Linked DNA regions of Mus musculus: region 1 is linked to region 2. A link is a contact called in public HiChIP or PLAC-seq data. All regions are on one chromosome and are shown on one strand. The core of a region is the stretch at or near the end of the contact, and the rest is flanking DNA. Distances in the headings are between cores, read along the strand shown. Region 1 has its middle 6.1 kb from the start of Gm43837. Region 2 holds the start of Pgm2 (phosphoglucomutase 2).

Region 1 (3,753 bases), core at 610-3,109, 280 kb after region 2:
GAAGTGTCTAAATGAAGAAAACTGATAGTAGCTGAGCCAAGGGAAGCAGGATGAGGCCTTGCTGAACAAACATTGAAACCAATGGGAAGAAATGGATTTGAACCCAGGTCTGCTCTCCTCTTCCGTTTGGATTGATGTTTTCCCAGATAGACTCCATTGCCAGCTTCCCTTGAAGCTAGGTATCCATTGCCAGCTTCCCTTGAAGCTAGGTGTGACCATGCAATGGTATTCTTGCAAGTTGACTAAGTAGACTTGATGGTGCCACTTTTTGGCCTGGGTCCTGAGACCAGGGATATGTCACCTCTACGTTGTCCAACATCTGGGTGTGGTGGTGACTTAATCTGACTAGATCCTGAGGGTTCTACCATGATGACATGGCAAAAAAACAAAACAAACAAAAAAAAAAAACCAGCAATCCTGATGAATGAATATGGACCTTCCTTCCATACAGACTCACAGGGCTCACACCACTATGATTATGTGACATAGAGACAACCTTCCTTCCTCTTTAAACCTTGGTATCTGAGAGTTCCCTGTTATAGAAGCATATGGTTCTCTGTGCTTCCTACCCCCTTACCTCACTTCTCCCTTCCCTTCCTTCAGATCCATGCCCCTGTGGTGTGAACAGCCAGGCAACTACTAGGCTTAAGAAGGTGTTGGCCCCAACTGTAAAGATGCAATTCCTGCCTGCATGACTCCATGTTGCCTGCAAATGTTTTTGTCATGCTCTCTTAGGGACTAAGTTAGGTCTGGGGCCTGTGAAGTGATGTCAATCATAGCACAATATTTTTCCTCCAAAGAGGAGGATTGAGCGGAAAGAAGATGATGAGGCATTCTGAAGAAATGAGGACTGTGGCAATTCCCTTCCTGAGGGTGTCATCGTGTAGAAAAGATACTCTTCCTTTCATGGTGGCTCAAATGGGGTCCTCATCTCCTTCCTTGTGGTCATAGCTGGAGCATTCAGGGCCATCCCCTGCATACTCTGGAGCCTTTGACTCTGGTGGTCTACTAAAACCAAACTCTCCTGCCTTGCTTATTTTACCCATGCCATGTTCTGGAAACTGTAAATGGTTGCCTTGCAGTTTCTACTGTTGTGTTAAAACACCACAACCAAAAGCAAGGTGTGGAGGAAAGGGTTTGTCTGGCTTTCATATCCTAGATCACGGTCCATTAAGGGAAGCCATGGCAGGAACTCGATCTAGGCAGGAACCTGGAGGCAGAAGCTGATGCAGAGACCATGGAGGGTTGCTGCTTACTGGCTTGCTCCTCGTGGTTTTCTTAGTCTGGTTTTTTGTTTGTTTGTTTGTTTGTTTTGTTTTACTATAGAACCCAGGACCTTCAGCTGAGGGTTGTCCCCACCCACAATGGACTGGGATCTTCCACATCAATCAGTAATTTGAAAAAAATGCCCCACAGCCTTATCTTATAGAGGCATTTCCTCAGTTGTGGTTCTCTCCTCTCAGATGACTATAGCTTGTGTCATGTTGACACAAAACCAGCTAGTACAGTGGTTGACACAATATCAGCTCTTGGCAAAGAAAAACAAAAAGGCAGTCAGAAAAAAAATTATTATCCAATTATAAGAAACACAGAGGCTGAAACCACAGAGACAAACTAAAACCTTAAGACTGGTCTCTGCCAAATAGAGGATGCCTTTTCTCTTTCAAAATGATGAGATTCAGCACTTTGACTTCTGAGGCTGAGCAGATGTTCTCTCTGTCACAAATCTCTTAGCTCTGTGACTCTGTTGAGTGGGTGGTGCAAAAAATAAAATCTTTCAGGAAGAAGCTGACAGTGAAAGGCAGCAAGGGTCCTCTGAGCCACAGGGAGCTGGGATGTGACCCAGAAGTCAGAAGAGAGGCCATCTAGGGGAAGTGAGTCTGTAGCTTCCTCGTTCAGCTCATTTGTCTCTAATGAGGGAGAAAATTTACACAGCCACAAATTGTTGCAATTCAGAGAGCTAAACTGATTTGGAAACATATTTTGTCCTAGGATATTTCTTGGCCTGTTTGGGCTGCTATAACAAAGTGCCTTAGGCTGGGTGGCTTATAAATAACAAAGGCTTACAGGTTTGATGTCTGCCAAGGGCTCCTTCCTGGCTCAAACTTGGCCTCTTCTTATTGCACCCTTGCATCTCAGAAGAGACAAGCATCTCCCTAGGGTCCCTAAAGGCACTTCTCTTGAACATGGAGCTCTGCCCATGACCCAGCGTCCTCACAAAGACTCTACCTGCTAACATGACCCTTTGGATGGGTAGGATATTCATGAATTTGGGCACAGTGGATTCATAATATTGATACCCCAGACGTTCCCCACCCAGGGGATGTTATCCAATACATCTGGGAAATTTTTAGTGACACAGGAAACTTTGCCATTACTCTGCCTTCATTTCTCCTCCTTCTGTATGCCTGTCAGATGTTCAACTCAGGCAGCCCATCTGGAACCTCCCCTCCAGGATAATGTCTCCTCCTTAAATGAGAAAAAAAAGTCTAGCCCCTCCTCCTTCTTGCTGGATGTGAACCGCTCTTGAGGACTTCAATCACCTGGCCTCCCCTGCCCTTCGAGCTAAAGGTTAATTGAGGGGTGAATGAAAACAACACAGCGTCTTATGAGAAATGAAAGATGGCCAGATGGAACCCACCAAGGGCGGCTGAGATTTCAATTTCCTTACTGTAATGAAAACTGCATTTCCATTAACCGCTGTGGTAGAAATGATTTACCAGCAGAACGAATCACCTGTGATGCGCCCTGGCTCCTATTGTGAAGCCTGGCTCTGCAGAGCCGACTGCTAAAGCATCTCTTCATTACCACCCGCCATGTGGACCTGGGGCTGCTGCAGAGGGTAAAGGCTATGGCCGTGGACATGAAAATGGGGGCCTCTGAGACAGAACAAAGAGGAGGCTCTAAAACTCTTTTCCTCCCCACATTCTGTTACCGCCCTTTGCCTGGACAGAATTTTTTTTTTTTTCCGATGCGGGCACATTTTACAGGCAGCCAGACGTAGGTCAGTAAGTAGCCATAGGTACCTGGGGAGCTCAGGGCTTTGGGTCATCATCAGACCCCACATTTGACCCAGCATTTGAGATTGCCTTACAGGATCACCCTTTCCCTCTTCCCTAATAATAAGATGCCATGGTATCAGCTTGGCAGAGGACTTCTTGCAACAAGACCCACCTTCCCAGCATGCTTTGCAGCGGCAGACAACTATGTCATCACTGGGCACTAAGGAAGAATAGTTCATCTGGTCTTCAGGTTACTTCCATTTAGTCAGCTGGGATGTGGGCGTGAAAGCTGGATCCGAGCAACCTTCTTACACCCTGAGTAAAAGCCACTCGTGATTGTTAAGTACTAAGCCCTCTCTTAATGCCATAATGGGGAGGCACCTCGGAGAAGCTGCGGTGTTTCATTAAGGCCAGAGACTCAGACCTGGAGGTCAGCCAGGCTTGTGACTTTTCAAGACAAAGACCACTATGAGTACCCAGATGTCACTATGAAAAACATTGAAAAGTTAGCTTAGCCCGTGTCAGATGTACAACCCCACTTCCTCTACTTTTGAGGTAGCTCAGCTCATTTTCACATTTATCTGTCTGTCTGTCTGTCTGTCTATCTATCTATTAAGTGTGTGTGTGTGTGTGTGTGTGAGTGTGTGTGTGTGTGTGTGTGTGTGTGTGTGTGTGTGTGTGGTGTGCATGTGCGTGATGCCATGGTGCTTGTGTGGAGGTCAAAAGACAACCTGCAGAGGTGACTGTCCCC
Region 2 (3,474 bases), core at 426-2,925:
GGAAGAAGAGAAATGACTTCCTAAAGTTATCCTTGTATTTCCATATGTATGGCACAGCACACACACACACACACACACACACACACACACACACACACCGTAGATAAATGTAGTTTTTTAAAATTTCAAAATTGAGACATAACTTATAGCTGGTAACCATGGTTCTAAGTTTTGACGAGCACCTGGATCCAGGAAATCACAAACCCAGAGTCGCTTCCCTTAACCCCCAGTGACCTTTGCAGTGAATCCCCATATCCAGTTCTGGAAAATACTGATTTGTTTTCTTTCTTTGTGCTTTTCTTAGTCAGTGTCTGTCAGACCCAATGTCTGTCAGAGGTCTGAATTCTTTCACTCTATGGGATGGTTGTGAGCTACATCCATGAAGTTGTATACAGTTCTTCATTCTCACTGGGCTGTGTAACTCATGGCTTATCGATCATCATTTATGTATATGATTTAGAATGAATATACCACTACATATTTATCCATTCTATTGTTGGCAATCTGGATGTGTATGGTTGGAGCTTTTTGCGACTAAATCTGCTAGAAACCTTTTAAAAAGTTGTGTGTGTGTATGTGTGTGTGTGTGTGTGTATGTTTGTATTTTGCCTGCATACATGTCTATGCACCATGGATATATATGACAATGGAGGTCTGAAAAGGATGCAGGATCCCCTGGAACTGGAGTTTCAGACCATCCTGAGCAGCCATGCTAGTGCTGATAATCAAACTTAGGTGCTCTGGAAGAACAACCCGTGCTCTTAACTGCTTTGGATTTTTTTTGTTTAATTGTTTTTTCTTTCGTTTTAGGGTTGTTTGTTTGTTTGTTTGCTTGTTGAGACGAGATCTCACACTGGAACCCACGGTGAACTGGAACTCACTTTGTAGGCCAGGCCCTGAACTCACAACAGTCCCAACAGTCGGGACTGCAGGAGCGAGGAAGGCATCATGTGCGGCTCAGAACCATTCTTGCTTGTGCTTCCCCGTGCCCAGCCAGGTGTGCACATACATCACCCAGCTGACCTGGAATTCTCGTTTGTGTGTGGCGACCTCAGGCGGATGAGTCGACATTCTTTTTACATTTTCTAGTGTGAAAATCCAGTTGACCCGGTGCCTTGAAATTACAACTCGTCCTTCCGGTTGCTCTTCTGACATAAACTGTCTTTGCAAGTGTTATCTCATTTCTGGCTCGTTGGTCTATTTGATTTATTTCCCACTTGGCTCTTCTTTTTCAAGATTTGTTTCCCCCTCTGCTATTCTCTAATTTAATTTACATTTTGAGATAGGATCTCCCTATGTACCCCTAGTTAGTCTAGAGTTCACTATGTAGATCAGATTGGCCTCTAACTCACAGAGACCTGCCTGCCTCTGCCATGTGGCTACTGGCCTGCGCCAATGTGCTCTGCTTCCCAGCGCAGTCAGACTAGCATCTCAGGTGTGATGGGCACCAAATGCATACTTGATGTTTGCTGGAGGACCCTGGGTATGTAGGGCCTAGGAGACTAGAGTAAGGCGAGCCTCCAGCTCTCCTAACAACAAAGCACTCCCCAATTGCCTGGCCCTCCGGGAAGCACACCCACTAATGGCGAGTCTGGAACCGGGCGGGGCTGCTGCACGTCCTCTTCCCTCCGGCTCTCTGACTACGCCTCTTTCCCCGCCCTCTCCCCGCCCCTCCAGAAGGGTGACCCGGCCTCCTCCGCCCGGTTGTGACTGCTGCGGGATGGCGGCGGCGACACCGACAGAGACACCGGCTCCGGAAGGCAGTGGCTTGGGTATGGACGCGCGACTGGACCAGGAGACCGCGCAGTGGCTGCGTTGGGACCAGGTAAGGGCCGATCTCCGGCTCTTCGGTTCTCGGGCGCCGTGGCTTGTCCGGCAGGGAGCCGGGCCCAGCTTCCTTCTTTCCTTCCCTGCCTCGCCACACGGTGCCTGCTCGGCATAAGCTGTTGCGGGACTGGAGACAGCTGTGTGGCTCGCCCGGCTGCTAGACCCGGTAGAGGAGCGAGCTGGGGGGCGGGGAGTGGGGTGGAGAGTGAATGTAGCGGGCCTGGGACCCGGGGTAGTCCACGCACGAGAAGGTTTTTGAGGTTCTGTGATGGGCTGAGCATCTTCATCCATTCAGAATCCGCTCTGTCCCGCCTTTCCCGGGACCTGGACTTCTCCACAGTCCAGACCACCTTTTCTGATTTCATGGATACTACCGGGTCCCTGATGGGCCAGGCTGACAGGGAGTTTTCCAGAGAACATACACTCCACTGGGAAGGTGACAGGGAACGCTTTGGCCCCAGCTGCGCCTTTCCCCTGTAATGTCTTAGTCAGTCGGCCAGCTCCGGACATCACTTCCTTTGCCCTCTACAAGTTCTCTCTGACCTGTGCTTTCGCGTGTCCTGTTGCTTTCCCGCAATGTTCCTCTTGCCGGTGTTCTGCTGACTTTATTTCTCTTGTCGTTTTTCCTGTGTGAACTTAGCGGATCTTTCCTGTCTCCCAAGTGCAACTCAAACTCTCTCTCTAGACAGCCCAGGCCTTTGGTTCCCTGCTCTTCCTGGAATTGAAAGACAATCCCTTACAGGCTTGTTTGTTTAAAATTTGTCGGTATCCAGGGCTGACTTCAGGAGGTGAGACCCACGCAGATCCACTGAACCTGTACTCAGGGAAGGGCCCAAGCCGTATTTTAAAGCACTACTTTGAGATTCTCTATTGTTAAACACGGAGTCTTTCGTTCTAATTGTGCACTGGCCCCCCCTGAAAATTATGTAGCTGGTGCTGTGTGTCTCTGCTGCTTTCCGTGGTCTATAGTACCGTAGTACCGTAGTGCCGTACTGCATGTCTATAGTTGGTCCCTGAAACATTTGGTGACTGGATAGAGGCTGGAAGGCTCAGCAGAGGCCTTTGCTCGCTCACACCTAGAAAATGAATAGTCAGGCCATCCTGGAAACAGGATGGCAGTGCTAGCGCCTCATGGGAGGTTTTGTTTTGCTTTGTTGTGGATTTTTTTTTTCCTGGAAACATAAAGCATTCCAGGATGTTTAAGGGGAGGAAACTGTTTCCATTTCTGATCACTTAATAACTTGCATTGTGTAGCTGTCCTAACACCTCAGCTAAGAAGTCTTGTGTGTGTTATTGGGCTCTTGTACCACTTGACTAAGTGTCTGACAGAGACTGAAGGGGCGGGAAAGAACTGCTCTGCTCACACTCTGAGATGCTCTTATCCTTCATGGTAGAAAGGAGTAGCAGAGCTGTTGGCTAAGGAGCAGAGAAAGGGGGAATACAGGAAGAGGCCATTGAGGAAATATACCATCCTGTGACAAGTCCCAGTATCCTCGATTCTCCAACTTGCTCCCAGTTCCCACCATTTGTCACCTCCTCATAATCCCGGCATATTATGGATCCATCAAAGGAGGGACCCTTTGATCCCATCAGAGCCTGGGATCTATTGGTCTTCAGAAGGTACTTCACAGATGGGCTCAGAAGTGA

The links. HiChIP or PLAC-seq counts read pairs in DNA pulled down with a chosen protein or histone mark.
Region 1: a contact with region 2 is called in an H3K27ac HiChIP or PLAC-seq map of microglia, with 6 times the contacts expected there. The contact joins the enhancer-like site here to the promoter of Pgm2 in region 2. A contact is called at or near these places in 1 of 484 Hi-C or Micro-C datasets (LSK cells), 3 of 115 datasets of contacts at active chromatin or transcription factors (memory CD8 T cells, microglia and pancreatic cancer cells) and 1 of 9 other capture datasets (embryonic stem cells).

The regions. Positions count from the first base shown.
Region 1 is chr5:64,369,967-64,373,719 of GRCm38.p6, forward strand. No RefSeq gene overlaps it. Among named protein-coding and RNA genes, the nearest start is that of Gm43837, 6.1 kb to the right of the region's middle. Within about 2 kb of position 1,860, at least 59 of the 459 cell types and tissues checked have an H3K27ac peak or open chromatin away from gene starts, as enhancers often do. A contact at or near this core is called in memory CD8 T cells and microglia, where this site is marked.
Region 2 is chr5:64,091,264-64,094,737 of GRCm38.p6, forward strand. Pgm2 (phosphoglucomutase 2) reads left to right here and starts at 1,676. Exons shown (of 14, transcript NM_025700.3): 1 at 1,676-1,825. The coding sequence starts at 1,721.